3 separate regions of the Mus musculus genome follow, and regions 1 and 3 are each linked to region 2. Evidence: chromatin contacts called from public Hi-C and HiChIP or PLAC-seq data. All regions are on one chromosome and are shown on one strand. Each heading gives the region's core, a stretch centred on a gene start, on an enhancer-like site or on the middle of the called end of the contact. The rest is flanking DNA. Distances are from core to core; before and after follow the strand shown. Region 1 has its middle 74 kb from the start of Gm39163. Region 2 has its middle 4.0 kb from the start of Gm35520. Region 3 has its middle 91 kb from the start of 5430403N17Rik.

Region 1 (3,477 bases), core at 749-3,248, 190 kb before region 2:
TAAATATATTCCTGAGAAGAGATACATTTTTTTTCTTTGCACTTGTTAAAAAGCAAATGGGTGCTCAGGCCTCCACCAATGGAATCTGAGGCACCTGACTCTCATCAAAGTGTTTCTATGCAGAGGAAACCAGCACAAATTCTTTTAAGATGGCCTCCTGTGGCCTCGCTGAACCCTTTCAACAATTGCCTTTTGTTGGATCAGCATGACTGGGTATTTTGTATGATGAGAGTGTATAATGAACTGTTGTCTCCACAGGCTGTAATTATAAGAGGCATAATAATATCTCATATTTATATTGTTTGCTTTCATCTTAGTCAATTCAAAAGGTTTTGTATATCGCTTATGATAAAATAGATAACCGTGTTCATTAAAGAATTCCTTTTAAATGTATGCACTATATAATAGTATAAAATCTATTGCTATGCAAAACTATGAGCCATCTAGTTAGCACATGCAGGAGAGGTGAGCTTTCTCACAGTTATATGGGGTTGTACTGGCGCACAGCTTCTGACACAATACACCTTCATCTGTTTCCATCTGGTGATGCGCCAAGCCCAGGAGCAATGAACCCACTCAACCGATTCTTTATTCCTTCATCTGTGAGCTAAATGTCAGCTTTTGCTCTATTTCTCAGTTGTGGTGAATGCTGGTTTTCCCTGGCCAGTCTTGGGCAGCTAGCTGGCACTGACAAGACGGGAAAGAAGCTGCAGGCCTGGGAAATAGGAGGAGGATTTGTGGTACTCACATTCAACTGCGACAGGACCTGAGTAACATATACCCACAGGGGCTTGAAGTGCGGAGCCCTTGGCTTCCCACTAAAGTAAACCAACATCACAGGTATCCTTTCTTCTTCATGGCACTAAAGAATCCTGCAGGCCCCAGACAAAGACATATGTCTCCCCACCATCACAGCATCTGGACTGACACCTGGTTTTCCTTCCCATTTTGTATTATCACAAAGAGAAAGAGGAGGACTGAATTACTCTGAAGCCCAGACTGAGGCTCCAAGCCAGACCTACCTTTCTAGCAATGTGCGCTGAGTTGTTTTCTCAGACTAGCTGCCCTATTAATTGACATGGGCATGTATCATAAATGGCCATGACTTTGAGACCCAGGTGAGTCTTCAAGAAGACAGACAGATATTCTTTCTTCAGGCATGATGACCTGGGTTTCAGTTACTGTGGCTGACTGAATACGCCAGACTGGGTAGTTTATAAAGAATAGACGTTTATTTGACTCACATTTATGGGGATTGAGAAGCCCAAGAGCATGATGCTGGCACGTGCATGTCAGCTGTGGGACCATTCTGGTGTCACACAACGCCACATGATGAAATTGCAAGCGTGCTCATTTGCGTCTCTCTGCTATTACAAAATCACGAATGTAATCTTAAGGTTCTGCCTTCATGGCTTCATCAGATCACAGCAATCTAAAATCAACACATACCTTTGTTATTGTTTAAGCTTAAATACAAGTTTTGCAATGACACAGACAGAGAGTACACAGGAAGCCACAGAGAGCTGCCTCTGTGGGATTACTGACAGCGATGGTAGACATCGTAACCCACAGAGCTGTCTGAGGTCTATACGAAAGAGGTCTTGAAAGGCCTCTGCCCTGCTTCATTCTCTTGATTTTTTGGTGAAGGTCATAGGAGTGGATGCAATGGAGGAAGGAGGGAACACTGTCAGGCAAGGTACCAACAATGATGTTGGAGGCAAATTCTGCCAGTCTGATGAACGCAGAAATTCTCACTGACAGGTACTGTGCATGCAAAGCTAGGTGCTTACTCACTGGGATGGTGCAGCAGAGGGGTGTCCAGGCTGCTTCAGGTCTGTGGCCTTCACTTCTTCTCCATGTTCTCAAGCATGTGTAGGAAGCAGAGAGAACAGGGAGTAGTTATTTACCCTTGACAGATATTTTGCCCTCGTGGAACAGGGCACCACTGCTGTCCTGCTGCAGCTGACTTCCTTTTTGAGCCATTGTGAGTTTCCGCTCTCTGCACCTTAAATGTACTGACTGCTAAATGGGAGGACAGCTTAGGAGCACTCTCTAACAGAAGGCTGCACAAATAAGAATCACCTTCACTCTAAAATTCTAGCTTATACAGCTGCCTCAGGCAGAGTCGTAGAAACCAGGCAAGCAATGGCCACTTCAAGGACTTGCAACCCCTGCGGTCACACAGGAAATTGGCTCAGAAAGTTCCACACTAAATTTAATCTTGAAATTCTCAGTAACTTTTTCTTTTCTTTGTTTTTTTTGGGGGGTGGGGTGGGGGGAGTGAATAAGGGGATCAAGGTAAGGCAGGGTTTCTCTGTGTAGCTCTGGCTGTCGCAGAACCCACTCTACTGACCAGGCTGACCTCAAACTAAAAGATTCGCCTGCCTTTGCCTCCTGAGTGCTGTAATTAAAGGTGTGTGAAACCACTGCCTGGTTTCTTAGTAACTTTTGAATATAGGACCTCAAGCTTCTATATCATGCCCTACCTGGCAGAAGCCATCCTAGACAGCAATGCCTTTGAAAAGCATCATTTAAGGCTCCTGGCTACTCCTTGGGGGCTCTGTAGAAGTCTATTCTTTGCCTTTCATGAGTCTTATTCCATTTGCTAGTATTTCTCTATGAGGCTAGAAACCACCTTAAGTCAGGGAAGAGTGAGAGATCTTATATCCTCAGTTAGTGTTAAAGTACCTGGTATAGAATAGGCATTTGACAAACATTTCAAGTGCATTCTGGGACAAACTAGGCTCCATTGACATATAAACTAGAAATGCAAAACAATGCCTTGGGTAGGAGTAATTGTTGCTGCTCTGTGTGAACAATATGGGGTTTTGCTTTGTTTTACTATAGGTTGTGTAGGAAGAGTCTTTATAGGTGACCTTTCTGTATTAAACACATGTGGTTAACGATGTAGTAGTGTCTGAGGTTGGAGAGAGAAATGTTCTAACATTCATTTCCATATGAATTAGGGTAGACGAGTCTTCACTCCTCTCTTCTTTTTCTTTCTTTGATTCCTCCCAATGCCCCAAAATGTCCTTTGATGAAAACAGCCTCAGTGAGAGATTCACACATCCACCATTTTTATCTTATTTATACAGTTTCATTTTCTGGGCCTGAGTATTTGGAAATATGGAAACTATAAATTCCCTTGTTCTTTTGTGATCATAAAAGGTGGCATGGATGGACCAACAACAAGCTTTTACTGTTTAGAAACAAAACAATGGAATAGTTTCCACTTCTGTTCAGTGGATATAATATGCTAGGCACTGGAGTCAAAATGGTAAGTCACATCAGTCTGTCCTGAAAGCATTGTCAGGACAGCAGTATAAGTCACCATGTGTAGTCCAGGGTTTGAGTCCCAGAACCCTGACTAGGGGTGGTGAGGGCATAAAGAAACAACAACACACAGACACAAAAAAGCTAGGATTCACTGGACTGGGCTCTCTGATACAAAAGCCACCACAATTCAGAAGCTCCGGG
Region 2 (3,787 bases), core at 479-2,978:
CAACTTCCCTCCCAGGTAAGAAGGAAGACATAGGCCACTGAGCGGAAGATCCAGCAGAACCATGGCGGTAGCGTGTTGTACAGAGAGGTGGTAGATATTGGAGTTATGCCTAATCCATTTAAAGGGAAAGTACAGTGGTTTGGGAGGATGGCAGCGAAGGGGAGGCTATGAGTGCTGGCTGGATTGATTTAAGGAAGAGCCAAGTGAGAGCCCAGTGTGGTGTTGCATGCCTTTACAGTGAAAGGCAGGCTGACCTCTGTGGGCTTGATCTACACCGGGAGTTCGAGGTCAGCCAGGTCTACAGAGAAAGACAGAGAGAGGGAGAGAGAGAGAGAGAGGGGGAGAGAGAGAGAGAGAGAGGGAGAGAGAGAGAGAGAGACACAGACTCAGTGACTGGATATGTATTCTGTGAAGACAGAGTTGTTGGGAGTATACTGATGGTAACACAGAGAACCATGGAGACATCCCTGTCCCTGAGAAATATGGGGAACAGAGAAAAATCAGTCTAACAGTCTCGATATACTTGAAGGAATCCTGGCACATTGGAGTAGGAGAGGAACCTCTGAGTCCAGGGCTCTGCACATCTTGATTGATGGACAAAGCCTGCCCTTCCCATGATGCTTCCCTAGCTTAGCCCCACCTCCATACAAGAGTGAGGTCCTGCAGCCTCAGGGACACCTCTGGAGAACTTGGTTCTAGTTAAAGACAGCTAACTATCTTATATTGAGCGTGGAATGCCACTTCAGTCCTGGTCAGATAATTTCTTCTGTTAAACGAGAACATTTAGACCTGTACATGTTAGGTGATATTTAGAGCTTCTTCATCTTCAAATATCTGGAAGCTAAATTGCAAATTAAAAATACAGCCTTGGTCACTTAAATGATTTTGTACCAGAGTTTGAAGCTAGGGCATTACACATGCCAAGTAAATATTCTACCACCGATCTATACCTCCAAACCCATGTTAATCTTTTATTTTGAGGCAGTCTTGTTTGATATGAGTTCACTCTGTAGCCCAGGCAGGCCTTGACCTTGTGATCCTTCCTGCCTCTTGATCTCAAGATGTGTGATGACAGTTCTGTGGCACCAGGTCCAGGTAGAACGTTTTGAAAAGAAAATAGCTTTTGAGTTGTAACATTGTTAGGAAAAATGTTTAAAGTGGGGGGGGGGAGAGGAGGAAAGGGGAAGAGGGAGGGGGAAATGAGGAAGAGGGGGAGAGGGAGGGAGGGAGGGAGAGAGAGAGAAATATGGGGAGGAGGGAGGAAAGGGGAAGAGGGGGAGAGGGAGGGGGAAATGGGGAAGAAGGGGAGAGGGAGGGAGAGAAGAGAGAAGGGAGGGAGGGAGAAAGAGAGAGAGGGGGAGGGAGGAGAGAGGGGGGAGGGAGGGAGAGGGGGAGAGGGAGGGGGAGAGAGAGAGAGAGAGAGAGAGAGAGGCGCGGGTGGTGAGGTGTGTTCACTGTTTAGCCTTGACTGTCCTGTAACTCACTAGTAGACCAGACTGGCTTTGAACTAGGAGATCCACCTGCCTCTGCCTCCTGCCCACATGCTGGAATTAAATATGGGTGCCTCCATGCCCTGCCTTTGCCTGGACTTTTAAATATCTTAATCTCCATCACACACGGGATACACCACATTTCCTTTTCAACCCTGGCAGCAGTCTTTCTCACACTCCCTCGCATACTTGAGTCACCTGTGGGGGTTACAGAGCAGCTCTGACTCAGCAGACCAGGGCAGGGCTGGAGAGTCTCTGGCCCCACCAGGCAGAGTACGCATGCACCAGTCTGCGCCCACGCTCCTGCAGCCTGCTCGCTCTGCAGTGTCAGTAGACCTCTGGTGGCCACATTCGAAATGTGCATTGTTACACTCGATTTTTTTTTCTTTTTTCTTCTGAAAATATTAAATGCTATGTCTCCCCAAAGCCAGCAACTCTACCAGTCTTGTTATTGGCAAAGCAAACAGGGTTTGTTGATTTGAACTCTAACTACCACAGTATTGAAACAGCCAATGTAACATTAGTTTGGACTCTTGATTTAGGTTTTGGTGTCACTCCAGAGAGGCCACATAGCCAGTTAGTGATCATCAAAGAAGGGGCACGCTTAGTCTACATAAATATTAAAGTGAATGTACTTTCTATAAAAGAATACAGGAAAGCAGTCCAGTAGAAGGCTTTATGTGGAGTAATGAATGACTTAAAAGGGCCTTCTTTATTAGTATTGAAAAAGAAAACCTCAGTCTTTTAATTTGACTCACCTTCTCCTGCCAGGGGTTGCCTTAAGTTGTATTTCTTATTAGGTGTTCTCTAATTTAGCCCTTCTATGAAGCAGACTAACCTGCTCTTTAATTAGAAAAATCGAGAGCAGTTTTATAGTAATTTTAAATTTCTGGGTTTTTTTTTTTTTTGGCTAATTTCCATCTATGCTACTGAAACAGAAAACAGAAACGCTGTCCACAGTTCAGATGAGATGTGTCTATCAGCATCCGAGAGACTCCGTTTTAAGAAACACTGCATTTTTTTCCTGTTTTTCTTCTAGCTGCAAACATTTTTTTTTTAATTTCGAATGTCAATAGACATATTTCCTGGTCCTGCCATGTACTTAGATAAATGTTCCAGAAGCCAACTCAGTTTTTTTTTTCCCAAATAACCAGAAAATGACTATCACTCTAGAGTGGGAACATCTGGCCCAAGAATGTTCACGATCTCTTAGCCCCAGGGCAATCCAACTGAAAACTTGTAAATTAACATCAATCTTAACTTGACTTTGATGGAAACTTCTCGTTTTATGCTTGAGCCGACTCAGCAGAACACAGTCCCCTGCAGATGCCGGGCATCAGTGCATTTGCTCATAGAAACTTCCTTGAGTGGAGAAATGTCCAGTGCTCTTGCGTAGGGCACATCAAGTGAGATCCCAGGGTGCTTTGCGATTTTTGCTGACTTTTCATAATCTTAGTAAAGTGTGTTGCTAAGGTTTCAAAGACGGGTGCTAAAATGAGTTTTCTTTTTTAAATTAATTTATTGATTTGTTTATTTACATTCCACACACTGCCCTTCTCCCAGCCCCCCAGAGTCCCTCCCTCTATCCCACCTCCCCTTTGCCTCTGAGATGGTGCCCCCCCCCATATCTCCCTACTCTGATGCATCAAATCCCTGCAGGATTAGGCACATCCTCTCCCATGAGGCCAGACAAGGCAGCCCTCTGCTACGTATGTGCCTGGGGCTTTGGTCCAGCCAGCCCTTGTATGCTCTTTGGTGGATGGCTCAGTTAGAAGTTTTATATGCTTATTTAAAACTCCTTTTCAGCCTTATAAAATAACCTGGCACTTATGAGAACTGTCTGTACAGTCCAATTCAAATGTTTCTGGTTGGAATTACAGTAGGAAAGGTTTTTCTTAGCACAGGTTTAATGAGATACATAATAAATGGTTAGGTATAGCTATTTCTACATCCATAGAGTCTATAAAGTCACACATGCCTTTATATGAATCTGTGAATCAGGGATCTGCCTGTGGTCGGTGGATTTAACCAGACTTTACCTGGGAAGAAACCCTGAAGCCACTAGTTTATCCACACTAAGCCTTTCATTGTATAGCAAAATGTCTGCAGGACGGGCTACTGTGCCTACAGGCAGGGTTTGCTTAATGTTTGACTTTTTCATTACAATGTGATATAAGGAAGAACGGAGCCTCAATAGACGCCTTTCCAAATAAAGAGCTCTTTATAGTTAGTTAGACTGCACTTTAAATTTCAACTTAAGGCTGAAGATAAAAGTTGGATCTAGAATGTTTGTCCCG
Region 3 (3,597 bases), core at 1,004-3,503, 210 kb before region 2:
GCTTACTTGCTTGTCTTTGCATTGACCACGATGTGATTCCAGTGCATCTAACTACATCCTCAAGAGCTCGAGGCTAAGTTAGCTTCAGAAATCCTGAAGCTTCCAATATCACATTTCCTCTCCATCAAGGTCTCAGCCTTCTTCTCCACCGAACCCTCACTTTCTCGTGCATTGCTCCAAACACCTCCTATTTCATTTGTTCCTTGTATCTCTCCAGTAATGGGTGAGTTCCACAAGGGCAGGAAAGAGTGTAGTTGGGAAAAAGAACTGTTTTAGGATCAAGCCTAGTCTGACTACTTAGCTACTAAACCAAATAGTTCCATGGTGTGTGTAAACAATTGGACTCTGATGGACTGATGCTGCCCTATAGGAGAAGGAGCTGCCCAGCATTCGCTGAGTAGGGAGCACCTTACAACCACCGAGAGAGGCTCTCCAGCCCTCACATGACAGAAGTTCTTTAAAAATGACCCACAGAGAACACCCAAGAGTTCCCCAAGATAGTTTCCAGGGACACTTTTCACAATCAGGTCAACTCTTAAGTGCTCTTTTTCTGTATCAGCTTTTATATTGACGAGCTGGAAGTAATACCAGTAAAACCACTGGTACCAAGTAGGAATCGAACAGAAGACGTCTTTGTGCTCATGCAGTTGCAATGAAAACGAAAGGGGCTGAAATAAAGGACATGGCAGCTTTGCTTCAAAGTGTCTTCAGTTAAGTCAAGAAATATGAATTTTAAACATTTGGACACTGTGGTCAGCCATATAACTGTGAGGGTTGTCTTAGCCATATAACTGTGAGGGTTGTCTTAGCCATATAACTGTGAGGGTTGTCTTAGCCATATAACTGTGAGGGTTGTCTTAGCCATATAACTGTGAGGGTTGTCTTAGCCATATAACTGTGAGGGTTGTCTTAGCCATATAACTGTGAGGGTTGTCTTAGCCATATAACTGTGAGGGTTGTCTTAGCCATATAACTGTGAGGGTTGTCTTAGCCATATAACTGTGAGGGTTGTCTTAGCCATATAACTGTGAGGGTTGTCTTAGCCATGTAACTGTGAGGGTTGTCTTAGCCATATAACTCTGGGGGTTGTCTTAGCCATATGACTCTGGGGGTTGTCTTAGCCATATAACTGTGAGTGTTGTCTTAGCCATATGACTCAGAGGGTTGTATTATGGAAAATTATTTGCTGATTAGATGACTCCATGAGTCAAGCACTTGCTGTGCACCAGGACTGGAGGTTAGCTCTTCAGCACCCACCTCCATGCTAGGTCAGTGTGGGGACCCACCCATAATAACTCCAGTGCTTGGGACCCAGAGAACAGGGGTTCCCCCAGATCAAGCACACTAGCTAGACCAGCTCTTAAACAAGCTCTGGCTGATGTAAGTACCCTGCTTCAGTATGTGAAGAGGACAGCAATTGAGGACGATACTGGAAGTGAACTCTGGGCAGCTTACCAGCCTCAGTCTGCCTATCCGTTAGGTGATTTCCTCTCCTTCAATCTCCCAACTTGACCTGTTTTTCCACCTATCCCAGCTTACTCTCTGTCTATGATCCTGGAACTTCTCACTCTAACCTTCCATAGCTCCACATTATGCTAGACTTGCCAGTCGTATATAAAGTATATAAAGGAAACTTCCAGTGGCTTCCAGAAAACAGGCTTTGGTCAGTTCTGGCAGGACTCATCCAAGAGGAGAAAGAGTTCAACCTCCTGTCTCCCTTTCATCAGTTTAAAAACTGTTCTTCAGTGTAACGAATGAAGGTGCAGGAGATGCACCAAGAATCCACCACCACCGCATCATACAAGGAACGGGATCCTTGGAGAAAATTGGATGGTTTCATGAGAACGTTATGAACTCTCTTTGATTCCAAAAGAGTGAAATCGTTTTGAGTTGATTTCCATAGTCCAGAGGAATTTCCAGATACAGTAACTTTTAAACTCTGGGTCGGGGTTCTCTGGAAATTCTTTTCCATAGTTGCAATGCTAATCTGGATTCCAGACATATTCTGTCTGAGCCAGTGGTGTGAATAGCCGTCCTGGGAATACTTTAACATGGCTACTTATTCACTATGGATGTAAATGAGCATTTGTTCTGAAAATGTAGATGGTATGGACACAGAGGATAGAGAAGAAAGAGGCATTTTTGAAAGGAAGAGAGAGAGACCAGGGGACTTTTTAGTCAAAAGTGAGAGCTATAAGCATTGTGTCCATCTGTTGAGGTTTCAGCGTGTCGGTGAATGCTTGGCTTGCTCCCATAGTCAATGCTTTGTAGAAGCTCTCAGTAATGCAAGTTTTTGTGACCTTCGATGCCTGCATTCTTTTGCACTGGGAGGATATTGGCCAGTAGCCAGTGCAAAGTTGCTTGAAAGGGCACATCTGTGAGAGGGGAAGCAAGCTTTCTAGCCACAGGCCCTTTACCATCACCCCCGTGCCTCAGTAGTCGTCTTCTTTCTGGAACTAGGATAGTGTGCTGTGTTTCCTCTGCTGTCTTCACTGATGATCAAGCTCATTCATAATCGGTGGCCTCCACGCCATCATTCTGAGCATGAGTTCATGGTTCCGAGCCTTTTGATTTTCAGTCAACACAGGCAACTGTATGGAGACAGCTACAAAGTCAAGAGGGATCGATGCCCTAGACCTCCCACCTCTGCTTTCTCCACTGACTGGTAACTGCCAGATCTCAGAACGTTTTCTGACTTTCCAAAGGTTCTATGGACCTCTAAACTCCTTGGAGCCTCCAGTCTCATGAGAGCAAGGTGCATCATCTCTGAATGAACACAGACCCAGCAGTCCTCTGCTGTATGCATATTGGGGGCCTCATATCAGTTGGTGTATGCTGCCTGGTTGGTGGTCCAGTGTCTGACAGATCTTGGGAGTCCAGGTTAATTGAGACTGCTGGTCCTCCTACAGAATCGCCCTTCTTCTCAGCTTCTTCCAGCTTTCCCCTAATTCAACCAGGGGTCAGTAGCTTCTGTCCACTGGTTGGGTGCAAATAACTGCATCTGACTCTTTCAGCTGCTTGTTGGCTCTTTCGGAGGGCAGTCATGATAGATCCCTTTTTGTGAGCATTCCATAGCCTCAGTAATAGTGTCAGGCCTTGGGACCTCTCCCTTGAGCTGGATCCCACTTTTGGCCTGTTGCTGGACCTTCTTTTCCTCAGGCTCCTTTCCATTTCCATCCCAGCAATTCTTTCAGGAACAATTATGGGTCAGAGGTATGACACAGGTCCCTCCCTCCCGACTTGAGGTTGCTTTCTTCTCCCTTCCAAGTGGGACTGAGGTATCCTCACTTGGGCACTTCAGCTTGTTGACCTTTTTGAGTTCTGTGGACTGTATCTTGGGTATTCTGTACTTTTTTTTTTTGGCTAATATCCACTTATTAGTGAGTACATATCATGCAGGTCCTTTTGGGTCTGAGTTACCTCACTCAGGATGATATTTTCTAGTTCCATCCAATTGCCTGCAAAACTCAGGATGTCCTTGCTCTTAATAGCTGAGTAGTATTCCATTGTGTAAATGAACCACATTTTCTGTATCCATTCTTCTGTCCTGGGACATCTAGGTCATTTCCAGCTTCTGGATATCACAAACAAGGCTGC

Evidence for each region. HiChIP or PLAC-seq counts read pairs in DNA pulled down with a chosen protein or histone mark. Hi-C and Micro-C count contacts between places; a contact is called where the count stands out from the background.
Region 1: a CTCF HiChIP or PLAC-seq map of CD8 T cells shows a contact between it and region 2, with 7 read pairs. The contact joins two enhancer-like sites. A contact is called at or near these places in 5 of 39 promoter capture datasets (the 3T3-L1 cell line, 3T3-L1-derived adipocytes, the HPC-7 cell line and 1 more), 2 of 15 datasets of contacts at CTCF or cohesin (CD8 T cells and large pre-B cells), 3 of 484 Hi-C or Micro-C datasets (CD8 T cells, neurons and uterus) and 2 of 115 datasets of contacts at active chromatin or transcription factors (CD8 T cells and large pre-B cells).
Region 3: a Hi-C map of pancreatic cancer cells shows a contact between it and region 2, with 2.2 times the contacts expected there. The contact joins two enhancer-like sites. A contact is called at or near these places in 5 of 39 promoter capture datasets (the 3T3-L1 cell line, 3T3-L1-derived adipocytes, the HPC-7 cell line and 1 more), 1 of 15 datasets of contacts at CTCF or cohesin (large pre-B cells), 5 of 484 Hi-C or Micro-C datasets (the 3T3-L1 cell line, myocytes, pancreatic cancer cells and 2 more) and 2 of 115 datasets of contacts at active chromatin or transcription factors (CD8 T cells and embryonic fibroblasts).

Annotation. Positions count from the first base shown.
Region 1 is chr8:35,990,638-35,994,114 of GRCm38.p6, forward strand. No RefSeq gene overlaps it. Among named protein-coding and RNA genes, the nearest start is that of Gm39163, 74 kb to the right of the region's middle. Within about 2 kb of position 1,999, at least 21 of the 459 cell types and tissues checked have an H3K27ac peak or open chromatin away from gene starts, as enhancers often do. A contact at or near this core is called in CD8 T cells, where this site is marked.
Region 2 is chr8:36,182,548-36,186,334 of GRCm38.p6, forward strand. No RefSeq gene overlaps it. Among named protein-coding and RNA genes, the nearest start is that of Gm35520, 4.0 kb to the right of the region's middle. Within about 2 kb of position 1,729, at least 188 of the 459 cell types and tissues checked have an H3K27ac peak or open chromatin away from gene starts, as enhancers often do. A contact at or near this core is called in CD8 T cells and pancreatic cancer cells, where this site is marked.
Region 3 is chr8:35,972,503-35,976,099 of GRCm38.p6, forward strand. No RefSeq gene overlaps it. Among named protein-coding and RNA genes, the nearest start is that of 5430403N17Rik, 91 kb to the left of the region's middle. Within about 2 kb of position 2,254, at least 18 of the 459 cell types and tissues checked have an H3K27ac peak or open chromatin away from gene starts, as enhancers often do. A contact at or near this core is called in pancreatic cancer cells, where this site is marked.